Regions from separate parts of the Zea mays genome. Here all the other regions are linked to region 2. Evidence: chromatin contacts called from public Hi-C data. All regions are on one chromosome and are shown on one strand. Each heading gives the region's core, a stretch centred on a gene start, on an enhancer-like site or on the middle of the called end of the contact. The rest is flanking DNA. Distances are from core to core; before and after follow the strand shown.

The links. Hi-C and Micro-C count contacts between places; a contact is called where the count stands out from the background.
Region 1: a contact with region 2 is called in a Hi-C map of leaf, with 7 times the contacts expected there. The contact joins the promoter of LOC100282667 here to the promoter of LOC100282160 in region 2. A contact is called at or near these places in 3 of 25 Hi-C or Micro-C datasets (bundle sheath, ear and leaf).
Region 3: a contact with region 2 is called in a Hi-C map of ear, with 2.9 times the contacts expected there. The contact joins the promoter of LOC100381480 here to the promoter of LOC100282160 in region 2. A contact is called at or near these places in 6 of 25 Hi-C or Micro-C datasets (bundle sheath, ear, endosperm and 2 more).

Annotation. Positions count from the first base shown.
Region 1 is chr4:176,589,825-176,593,599 of Zm-B73-REFERENCE-NAM-5.0, forward strand. LOC100282667 (actin-related protein 2/3 complex subunit 1B) reads left to right here and starts at 2,501. Exons shown (of 15, transcript NM_001155575.1): 1 at 2,501-2,656. The coding sequence starts at 2,587.
Region 2 is chr4:176,416,317-176,420,281 of Zm-B73-REFERENCE-NAM-5.0, forward strand. It overlaps LOC100282160, which reads right to left and starts at 1,488. Exons shown (of 5, transcript NM_001155072.1): 1 at 1,130-1,488; 2 at 841-1,020; 3 at 623-692; 4 at 450-521; 5 at 13-294. The coding sequence starts at 1,420. The coding sequence ends at 239. It also overlaps a transcript of LOC100280961 not described here.
Region 3 is chr4:176,197,223-176,200,976 of Zm-B73-REFERENCE-NAM-5.0, forward strand. LOC100381480 reads right to left here and starts at 1,350. Exons shown (of 2, transcript NM_001174316.1): 1 at 1,030-1,350; 2 at 398-952. The coding sequence starts at 1,152. The coding sequence ends at 545.

The sequences.
Region 1 (3,775 bases), core at 1,251-3,750, 170 kb after region 2:
GCTGATGAGGTGAGTCATGGTAGACATAGTTGTAAGGGTCATCGGCATCGTCATCACCTATACATGGTATGATTTGAATTCTTCATATGCATGGAAGTTAAAGACTGGTTCTGAATACACATGTGAAAACTAAAAAACATGCTGATTTAGTACTATATATACGCTAACCCAACACTCAACGTTAATAAGATAATTAAGATAAAAAACATTCATCAAAACTTACTCATACAATTAATTGTTGATGAATAGAATTAGGGGGAAACCCCAAAAATAGAAGCATACGTGTCACTGACTGCTGACACACTTGGATCATGAGCTGACCGCTTAAATGTACTGTCTCATACACTTGAATACTTGAGACGGATGGTTGTTAAAAGGTGTTTTTCAATATGCTTCTAGCTCAGTTATGAGCATTACCACTGGTTTGATGAGATGCTAACATTGTCTATTAAGCTTCAACCAATTTAATTTTGTCAATCTATTGTGGGGCGTCCGAAGGACGTGTGATGGTCTAGTGAAAGCAAAACATCTGTGTACCTTAAACATGAAACTTAATCCCAACCCATTTTCCTAGAAGATGCAAGCGCCTAAAGAAGAGAAAATATATTTGTTGAGCGCGTCAAGATTGCATAAACAGAAACCATCCCTCCTGCATCAAATGTGCAAGGAAACATGGACTACAGCGGGAAAGATCGAGACGTGCGGGAGATGCCCAAATCCAGACTAAAAAACCAACCGACTGTTCGCCAAGGAACTCTAGACATGGAGCACACAAATCAGCCAAAGAAATCCTTGTAAATCCCAAAAACTCTCATGTTTCACGGCGCAAAACAAATCCAAACACGCAGAGAAGCGGACCAGAACATGAACCTCTTTCTACCGAACCAAAACCAGAGCAATTTGAACGAAAAATAGCACTAAATTGAGCCAAAAACAGGACCAAACTCGTCGAGCCCCACTCAGAATCATCCAAATCTGCATCCAACTCTAGAAAGCACAACCCGGGTACAGAAATCTTACCAGAAACAAGGGAGGACAACCATTCCACGATTTCACACCTAGACCGCCACGGCCTCGAAGCACCACCATCCGCCTCAGTAGCCGCCTCGGGCGACTGTGATGACGAAGGAGATCACCTCGGCGATGATTGTGAGCTCGCGTAAGAACCCCCTTGCACGTGGTACAACATGTGACGTGGGCTCCACTCTCGCCCCACCACCGGTAGCTGCTTCGCCTCGCCTACTGCCACGGTCGTTGGACACCACCACCACCTCCCACTGTGTCCACCGCCCCCCTCGCTGCCACATCGAACGGATGAAGTGCCTCACCTTCACGCGTTGGGTGTTCGACGAGATCAACTGTCTCGATGCGGCCTCCTGGAACTCCCTTATTACTGCTTACGATGAGCGAAGGCGAGATCTGGAGGAAGATGAATGGGAGGAGGATGAATCAGGAAATCAGGAAATGTGTTTGGACAGCGAGATGTGCGGTGGCGAGTAGAGGATTTGAGGCACGATGATGAACCAGGGGTTGGTGTGAGGCGGCATGCGGGGCTGCAGGAGGAGGAAGAGAGCAGACGAGCGGGGAAGGAGACGCACTCGTGCTTGGAGAAAGGGAGCGATGCACATGGAGGGAGCGAACACATGAGAGAGGGAGTAGTTTGCCGGTGCTGTGATAGGTGGCGGTGGTGGCGGCGGCGCCGAGGACGGGGTGCAGGGTGCGAGCGCCAATCTCGGACGGGGGCGAGGTGGCGGCACCGTTTTCGAATGGGGGCTGGGTGGCGGCCTCGAGGACGGAGGGCGGGGGCTCCTCAGCTTCTAATGGCCGGTTGTCGGCGGACATGATCCAGCATGCGCCGGGCGGTCATCTTGAGAGGGCGCGGTCGTGGCCGTCGCGCAACATTTGTACACCCAGGGGGTGCGGGGCAGGGCGGCCATCCCGGCTAGAAGGATTGGGGCGCGGGAGCGGGGATGGCGTAGCGGGTCGAGCGAACGGAGGCGGGGGGCATTTGGTGCACAGGGTGGGGAAGGGCGGGGACTGCGGGCGGGAATGGCGGGGACGGGGCCGGCATGCGCGCTGCTGGATCCCGAGGCGAGGGGCGGTGGGGAAGGGCGGCCCGGCGGGGGCATGGTGAAGCTGGGTGTGGACGCCTATAATAGATACATATAGATTAGTAGAGATTAGTAGAGATATAGTAGATAGGGGATTATGAAAAGAACCCAAAGGAACCCAACGGGACCTAAGCTAACCCTAACCTTGTGCCCATGCTGGGTCTGGTTGGGCCCTCTGCTCTCCCGTGGGCATTGCGCGAGGTGGGCATCCGGTGGGCCCTCGCTGCCGCCGCCATTGCTGGTGGGCCGCGCTCGTGCGTGTGCCCAGCGACAAATGAAAGCAAGCAAAGACAGCCTATCTATAACGACGGCCTGTAGTATATAGCTGTACAGTAGTATAGTGGAGGTGGAGTAGCATTTCCTTTTGCCTCTCTCCACTCTACCTCTCCTCTCCTGTGCGCTACAGCGAGGGGGAAGGGGAGCGTCGACCGATTCGTCCCGGCCTCCCGTCCCGCCGCTGGCCTCGCCTGCCCCGATGGCGGCGGTGGCGATCCACCAGTTCGCCGAGTGCATCACCTGCCACGCCTGGAGCCCGGACCAGTCGAGTAAGACAAACGCCCTTCCCCTCCTGGCCTCCTCTCTCCCCCCGTTTGTGCTCTAGATCTCGCTCCCGCGCCCGCTCGTCCGTTCCGATGCCCAGTCGCCGTGTGCCCGGCGTAGCTCGTCCGCAGGTTAGCGCGCGGGGGATCGGGTTCCTTAGGGTTTCTGTTCGGTGCTGCCCTCTCGCGTCCTCGGGGATCAAAGTCTCGCTCTGGCTGCCGCACGCCCGCACTACGGGCTCTCCCGTTGGGCATCTGGATGCGGGGCCATATCGCATCGCTAGGTGGATCAATCCTCCTGCCCTGCTTCTCACTATTGCCCTGTCCTCGCTTTTACCCTTTCTGGGTCTGCTGTGCCACCTAGGCTGCCATACCTTCCAGTGCGTCTGGGATGTTTCGTGTTAGGCTAAAGCACAATCGTATTTAAATCGCACTTCATTATGATCCAAGCCAAAAACGAAAATTCGATGGGTTCGACCTCGTGGCTAGGCGATGCCAAAGCATGGCTACCTGCGCTACCTCCTGTGCTGGTTTACACTTATGAGGTATCAATGCGTTCCATTCATGTGGACCATGGACCATCATGAGAACCAGGCCTGGTCTTGGCATCATGTTCATAATAAAGCAAAATGGACCGGTGTTCGCTCCAGGTGCCTTCTGGACACACCCTTCCATTCATTTTTGCCCTAGTATAACTCTAAACTAGGCATGGTATCTACTTCAATGCCAGATGACTCTTTGAGCAAGTTCCCTGAAATGGTTGGATCAATCAAATGGACCCCTGACTTTGCTATGTATTTCTTTATATGGTGACAATAGCCTTGTAGGAAGAGTAGACTATGTGATTCATGATTGTATTAAGTATTTCCTTTCAAATGGGTGATTAAATAATGTCTTTCCTCTATTATGAAGTTGCCTATGGTGTATAGGAGGCTGTCACAATTGTTTGTAGGAAATATGCCCCAAAATAGATGATGGTGTATGCAAAAGGCCCTATTGCAATTTAAGAACAAAGCAACTGCCAGCTTTAGAGTGATTCTGCTAAACATACATGGTGTTTCTGTTTTTCTATTGTTACTGTTATCTTGCATTTGAACCTATCAGGGAGTTTGATCTTAAATTTGT
Region 2 (3,965 bases), core at 238-2,737:
AAACACTACTTTAGACATATCCATTTATATTGGTCTTCAAGTATCTGGCTAGTTTACAGCATCTGGTCGCGCAAGCAGTACGGAACCTGGGATGGAGTCTCCTGGCGTGCTACTATTATTTACAAGGAGAAACTCCTATACATGGTAGATCTCTTTGCTGCTACTCAGAAACACCATGCCCGGGCACATCTACATATTTACAAGAGGCTGTGGCTTCCGAGCATGGGTATCTGCGCTCCTAAATCTTCAACATGCCTTCCAACACGCGAAGAACATCAGCGCGGGTAACTATACCTGTTGACAGTGTTTAGAACCCCATTAGCCCTTGCAACATATAATCTCTGTGTTGTCAATGATAATTAAGGATAATACTAATTAAGTGTATGGCATGCAGTTTTTTTTTTTAATCTCTGCTGGCTTGTGAGCATTCTGACACTCACTCACCGTACCTATTACTTTTTCGTCCTGGTTTACAACTGGTAATCTGTGGATCTTCTTCTTGAGCATGAGAACAGCAGCATCTGTAGACGTTAGGCATGCACTGTTAGATTCAACTTGTTAAAAATCACACATGAACAGAAAAGAAAAGAAAAGAAAAGAAAAGCGATGCAAAAAAGATTACCCATCACGGTTTTGTCAGACGATAGTGTGATAGCTGGAGATGTCATCACTTCCGATATCTTCGTCTTGGACTGTCACAAGTAGAAACAGACCGGTAAACTGAACGGACGTACGTCGTTCTTATTTGCCTGTCTATGAGAAACTAGCAGCTTGATGCGCATGCATGGCCCTGGCCCCATGAGAAAGAAAGAGGTGGAGGGAGAGGAGCGAGGTGCTGACCCCATGAGAGGCTCTTGCCCGGTCGTTCTTGACGATCACCCCGACGCATCTGAGGCCGCTGTCGACGACCGGAAGCCCCGACACGGCCTCGAAGTGGCACTCGACGTCCTCCAGGGTCTGGTCTGCTGTGGCCACCAGCACGGGTGTGGACATGGTCTCGCTCAGGAGCGCCACGCCGCGCTGTATATATCCACAGAGGAGGAGACCCGTCCAGGCCGGGTTAGCAAGAGCTGGAGGAGATGTAAACAATGGTAACAAGAACTGAAGAAGCCGCGAGATCGAAGTGTACCTGATCGTCTGCCTGGGCCGCCGTCTCCTGCGACTCGAGGTAGGCGCGGAGGTCGTCGTAGCTGAGGAGGGAGCAGTTCCCGGGCCACGCCCCCGAGATGATCGCCTCGGGGTTCTCGTCCAGCTCGAGCCGGAGGCTGGTGTCCGCCGCGAAAGTCGACGCCCTGCACTGGAACTGGAAGGCTGGTGGTGGTGACCCCTTCGCCACGCTACTGCTGCTGCCCCTGGACCTGGTGTTGATCTTTGCTCTTCTGGCAATGGGGCAGCTCTGGAAGGTGCTGACGCATGCCATGGATGGATGGAAGGAAGGGGGACTAGCACTAGCTGTTGGTGATCACACTCTCCTTAGCTTGCAGTTGCAGGGTTCTGTATCTCCTTGCAGGGGAGCTTGATGGGTTTTATATAACAAAATGACTGTCAGGGAGGTGGAGGTGGGCCGAGGTGGATAGGAATGCTTGACCAGTGAAGTGACTGCCACTACTGCTCTCCAGTTCTCCTTTTCATCTTCTCTGTAAATATCAAAGAAGGTTAGGCTGCTGACTTGCCTGCTTGCTGTTAGCAAAAACAACGCATCTGCAGTGCAAGCAGGCAAGTTTTTTTTATCTGGATATGCGCCCAACTCTGACGGCGACACGGCATGCTGCAGTGGGCGAAGTGAAGGCAGCTTCTTGATCTCATGCAGCCGTGGCGTTGCTGCTCTGCACCTGCCCCGCTCCAATCATGGGTATCTTGTACAGCGACGGGGGCGACCGGCCGGCGTGGCGTGCCGCCACTGGCCGCCGAGATTCCCCTGGCCCCCTGTCACGTGGCAGTGGATAAGGTGGCGTCTTTGTTCACCTTTTTTTTAATGAAAGGAATATGATCTGGTACACTGAGTTTGGGAGACATAAAAACGGAGAAGATTGGAGGAGTTAAAATTTATTTATTATTCAATTTTAAATAATAAAGAGATTTTAGCTTATCAAATTCTCTCTAATTTCCACCGATATTTTAGCTTCCAAACTGACCGCGAGAGAATCGGTGAGTTTGAAGTTGCAGAAGTTCTTCACTACTAATACCACTACCACTAGCGAGTTTTGGTACAAGCTCATGGTTTGGGCAAGTGCACCGACAGGCCCATGCCAAACGAAGTGGTTTAGCCACGCCACGCTGGCTTTATCCAGTGCGTTGAGGATCGAATGGGCCGCGGCCAATGAGGCCTCATTTAGTGCGCTCAGGACCGTATGGGCCGCACCCAAGAAGGTTACTTTCTATTAATAATAATACGAGCAAAGAACAATGTCACACAATTCAATCTATGGTTCGGTCAAACAATAAAGTTTGTTGAGGTGACCACGTACGAATGTCATAGTCTATTAAACCTCCATGCCTCTCTAAAGTGACCATATAGGCCCTGTTCCAATCTTGCGAGATAAACTTTAGCAGCTTTTTTTAGCTACTTTTAGCCATTTGTAATCTAAACAGGAAAGCTAATGGTGGTAATTAAAACTAAACTTTAGCACTTCAATTCACATAGCTAAAGTTTAGCAGGAAGCTAAAGTTTATCCCGTGAGATTGAAACGGGGCCTAACAAATGGGTAATACAAACTTTTCAGTGTGGATCCGTAAGTTGGAATCTCCTGGACAACGTAACTCCTTACCATACCATACCAGCTAAGATTCAAGAATCCAGGAGTAATACACTCAAAATAAGCCTTGGAGGATAGTTCTCTTTTACTTCACAGACACTGCTCTATACGGCGAATAGAAGGGCGTGTCCTCTTGTAGCCAGCAGATGCGAAAGAAAAAAAAGAAGAGGGACAAAAAGGGCCACGTGTTGTAGGCAGCTCAGTGTCCCTTGTTCTTGAGCTCTCTCCAAACATTCCCTCCATTCATACTTTCTATTCATATTTAAATACCCCTTCTCAACTATTCTTCCCCCTATTTCTTCACTTCTCCAACAATCCCCCTATTCAGCTCTGCCCTTAATACTTTAAGTGCACTATTTGATTTTTATACATTAGTTTTTTGAGTTTTAAATATTGGTACAATATTTATAATACGTAATACACATTGCTAACTATTAATTACACTACAAATAGGTAATTTCACAGTAAATATGATTAATTAGTGGAGGGGGAGCTTAGAGCTCTCCCCCTCTAGGGGGATTTCCTGTCATACGGAGAAGAGGGGGAGGGGTGAGTGAGTGAATCATAGGACTGAGAGAGGGGGTGAACGATTCAGGGAATCGTTGGAGAACATCTTGTATTGCCTCCTGTAACCCTGCCTGAGAGACTGAACAAACAAGCAGAAGTCCTGCTCATTGACTTCTGCATATTTGAACCAGAAGGATATTCCGCGTGTTTGGTTTCACGTATGAGTAGAGGTGGTAATGGATCGGGATCTAAATATTTACGTTTCTTCACAATAAGTTAGGATACTTAAAAAATTAGTTCGAAAATGAATAGAAATAAAGCTCGATTCTAATATGATTCAATCCTTAAATTTTATATCGCATCATTGGTTGTCTACGCCCGCTCGTACAGATTCTTCGCATGCATTGACCAAAAGGTAGTCTTTGTTTGGTTGCGTGCTTATGCCAAGCCAATGCTGCACCCGCTGCTGCAAGACAGGCCAAAAACACCACCGTTAATTGCATGCGCACGTATGCACGATTGTTTCGTTTCCAGCGGGCAAACATCGCAAGAGCCAGACCACACATACCCACCAAACCAATCGAATGGATAGCGTAAAAGAACGGCTCAATTAGGCACCATGGAGACACCTGTCAACTTGAGAGCACCTAGAGGGGGGGGGGGTGAATAGGTGATCCTGTAAAACTTAAACTTATAGCCACA
Region 3 (3,754 bases), core at 100-2,599, 220 kb before region 2:
TTTGCCAACAATTGACAAATATATGCACATTCTAAGTCATTAACCAATCTTGTGTATGTTTTTAGGTACTGGTACAATGTTTTTTTATGAGTTATACATATGATTTTTATGGCATATATAATTTTAAAGTTCAACCAATGATTGTTTTTATTGAATTGTTTCACCCGATTCCAATATAAAATTATAACGATTAACAAACAATTTTACGATTCACACCAGCATAGCTTACACGTATCCACAACAACATCCGCTAATTGTAACTACCATAAAAAGATCTCCTAAATCTATGCGCTTGCACGATCTGCCGATCTGGGAGAACTGACGTGGTTGGGGGACCGTGGGAGCGCACATGCCGTCTAGGCACTCGTGGGAGGAATCGGTGCAACCGGGACTCTTTCGAGAATTCTAAGTGTTAAATTACACAATCATATGTATAATCTGATGCAGACAACCTTAGTATACTCTAATTTTCATATGGATCGAGGTTGTCTGCCGCCTGCGACTGCGACTGCGAGGATACGATGGAAGTTAATGCGATCAACTGTCACATACGTGCGCACTGGTGGTACGATGTGAGACGTTGCAACGGCAGCTGCGCGGTCGATACGTCCTGGTACAAGTTGAAGATAATCAACTCTGCGACTCCCTTCTCTGAGAGCAAATCCATCCAGCAGCCCAGCGTGTCCACGTCGGGCGAGAGCGACGAATGGAGGCGGAACGAAGATACTGGGCCCGGATGGTGGCCAAGGATCCTCGTCATAGCTTCCACTAGGTCCCATGGCTGCTCGGGTTCATGTGGAGGCCAGCCAACCCTGACTGTGATGAGTCCCTCGTCGTGGAGGACCAATGGGGCACTCTCCCAGGCGGTGTCCCGCGGAGCAACGGCACGCCGGTAGACGAAGAGGTCAAGCATTAAGGGGTCGTACTCCCCGTCAATCTTGGAGCCCGGCAGCTAGACCACTGCCGTTCGCCGGTAAAAATTACACAGGCTTAGAGCTTTTCAAACAAAATTTATCATGTAATTCGTACCTGCGAGAGGGCTTCCGCACAAAGGTGCTCGCGGTTCTTTCTGTCAGATTCTCTGTCTCTGCCTTCCACGGCGACCGTCTGCGCGACGGGAGATTCCTTGCAGCTGCCCTCCGTCGTCTCCATCGTAGCTTCTAACCATGGATGGAGGGATGTGGAGGCCGCCGCCTGCGCTGAGCCCTTGATGCCGACGCCGCTCTCCGCCGCATCAAGGAGGTGCGCTGAGCCCTTCTCGCCAGCGCTGCTCTCCGCCTCGTCAAGGAGGTGCGCTAAGCTAGCCCTTCTTGCAAACGGTGGAAGGAGATAGAAGATCAGAATATTGCGAGGAAGGAAATGCCGAGACTAGAGATTTTGCACCGACTCCATGTAGGCTGCTGCATTATATACTGGAAATTTAAGTCGGTTGGCAATAATAAAATAAAAAGACAATTTTGTGGATTCAAACTCTATTTTCATTTCTGTTATTATTTGAATTTTGCATTATTGCTTCTTTTTGCATAGAGATTTTTATACTTCTCCCATTAGTTTGGGCACTTTGCTCAGATCTATCATTTCTTTTTTTTTCTCTGCCCAGGAGCTTTAATATTTATAAAATTAAAAATAGAAAATGAATTATATTTAAATTCTAGGTTAGTACTTGACACAAATATGAACTATGAACTTGGTATGGATTTCTGTTGCTTTCTCAAGCATTTTGCACACTTGAAAAAGATTTTTGACAAGTTTCATAATCCCTATTTGATAGTATTAGCGCCCCTACATATGTGTTAGATGTTTGGATTGAGTTATACAATTATTTTGATCCAGTCTCTAAGCTTATACGATTATGCTTTTATATTTAAATTATAATGATGCGTGAATATTTTATGAGAACAAAAATACCTGATCCAACCATCCATCAAGGATTCAACGTCCATGATCAACCCACAAGGACCCCTCTCACTAGTAGCTGCTCACAAAGTAAAGCTACTCTGCTACTGTTCCTAGCAAATTGATGGGATGACCAAACAAAGTTGTTGGACAGCATTTTGAGGGGATAGCATATATTTTTTTAAATTGTATGTAATAAACAAAATGAAAGAATACACCCCATTGCAACAATAATTTGTATTCTTCATATGGACTTACCTCCTTTGTTGAGGTCGACATGTCTGTCGGTTCCCATTGGTGTCTTTGCGGGCTTGGCGTCCTTCATCCCAAACCGCTTGAGAAGATCTTGAGTGTACTTTGTTTGGGAGATGAAGGTGCCGTCCTTGAGTTGCTTCACTTGGAACCCAAGGAAGTAGTTCAACTCACCCATCAACGACATCTCAAACTTTTGGGTCATCACCCTGCTAAACTCCTCACAAGACTTTTGGTTAGTAGAACCAAATATTATGTCATCGACATAAATTTGGCATACAAAAAGGTCACCGTCACAAGTCTTAGTGAAAAGAGTGGGATTGGCTTTCCCAACCTTGAAAGCATTAGCGATTAAGAAATCTCTAAGGCATTCATACCATGCTCTTGGGGCTTGCTTAAGTCCATAGAGCACCTTAGAGAGCTTAAAAACGTGGTCGGGATACCTGTCATCCTCAAAGCCAGGAGTTGTTCCACGTACACCTCCTCCTTGATTGGCCCGTTTTGAGGAAAGCGCTCTTCACATCCATTTGAAACAACCTGAAAGAATGGTGAGCAGCATAGGCTAATAGAATGCGAATAGACTCTAGCCTAGCCACAGGAGCAAAAGTCTCCTCGAAATCCAAACCGGCGACTTGGGCATAACCTTTTGCCACAAGTCGAGCCTTGTTTCTTGTCACCACCCCGTGCTCGTCTTGCTTATTGCAGAACACCCACTCGGTTCCCACAACGTTTTGCTTTGGACGTGGCACCAGGCTCCAAACTTCGTTTCTCTTGAAGTTGTTGAGCTCTTCCTGCATGGCCAACACCCAGTTCGGATCCTGCAAGGCCTCTTCTACCCTGAAAGGCTCAATAGAAGAGACAAACGAGTAATGCTCACAAAAGTTAGCTAATCTTGAGCGAGTAGTTACTCCCTTGCTTATGTCACCCAGAATCTGGTCAACGGGGTGATTCCGTTGGATCGTCACTCGGACTTGAGTTGGAGGGGCCCGTGGTGCTTCTTCCTCCATAGCTGGTTCTTCTTGTGCTCCCCCTTGATCACGCGCCTCTTCTTGAGGAACCTGTTCATCATTTTGAGTTGAGGGATGCACCATCGTTGAGGAAGAAGGTTGATCTTGCTCTTGTTGTTCCTGTGGTCGCACATCTCCAATCGCCATGGTACGTATTGCGGCCATTGGAACATCATCTTCATCTACATCATCAAGATCAACTTGCTCTCTTGGAGAGCCATTAGTCTCATCAAATACAATGTCACTAGAGACTTCAACCAAACCCGATGATTTGTTGAAGACTCTATACGCCCTTGTATTTGAGTCATACCCTAGTAAAAACCCTTCTACTGCAAATTTAGAATTTCTACCTTTCTTCACCAAAATGTAGCATTTGCTCCCAAATACACGAAAGTAAGAAACATTGGGTTTGTTACCGGTAAGGAGTTCATACGAGGTCTTCTTGAGGAGGAGATGAAGGTAGAGCCGGTTTATGGCGTTGCAAGCTGTGTTCACAGCTTCCGACCAAAACTGCTCAGCCGTCTTGAACTCTCCAAGCATTGTCCTCGCTATGTCGATGAGCGTCCTGTTCTTCCTTTCTACCACACCGTTTTGCTGTG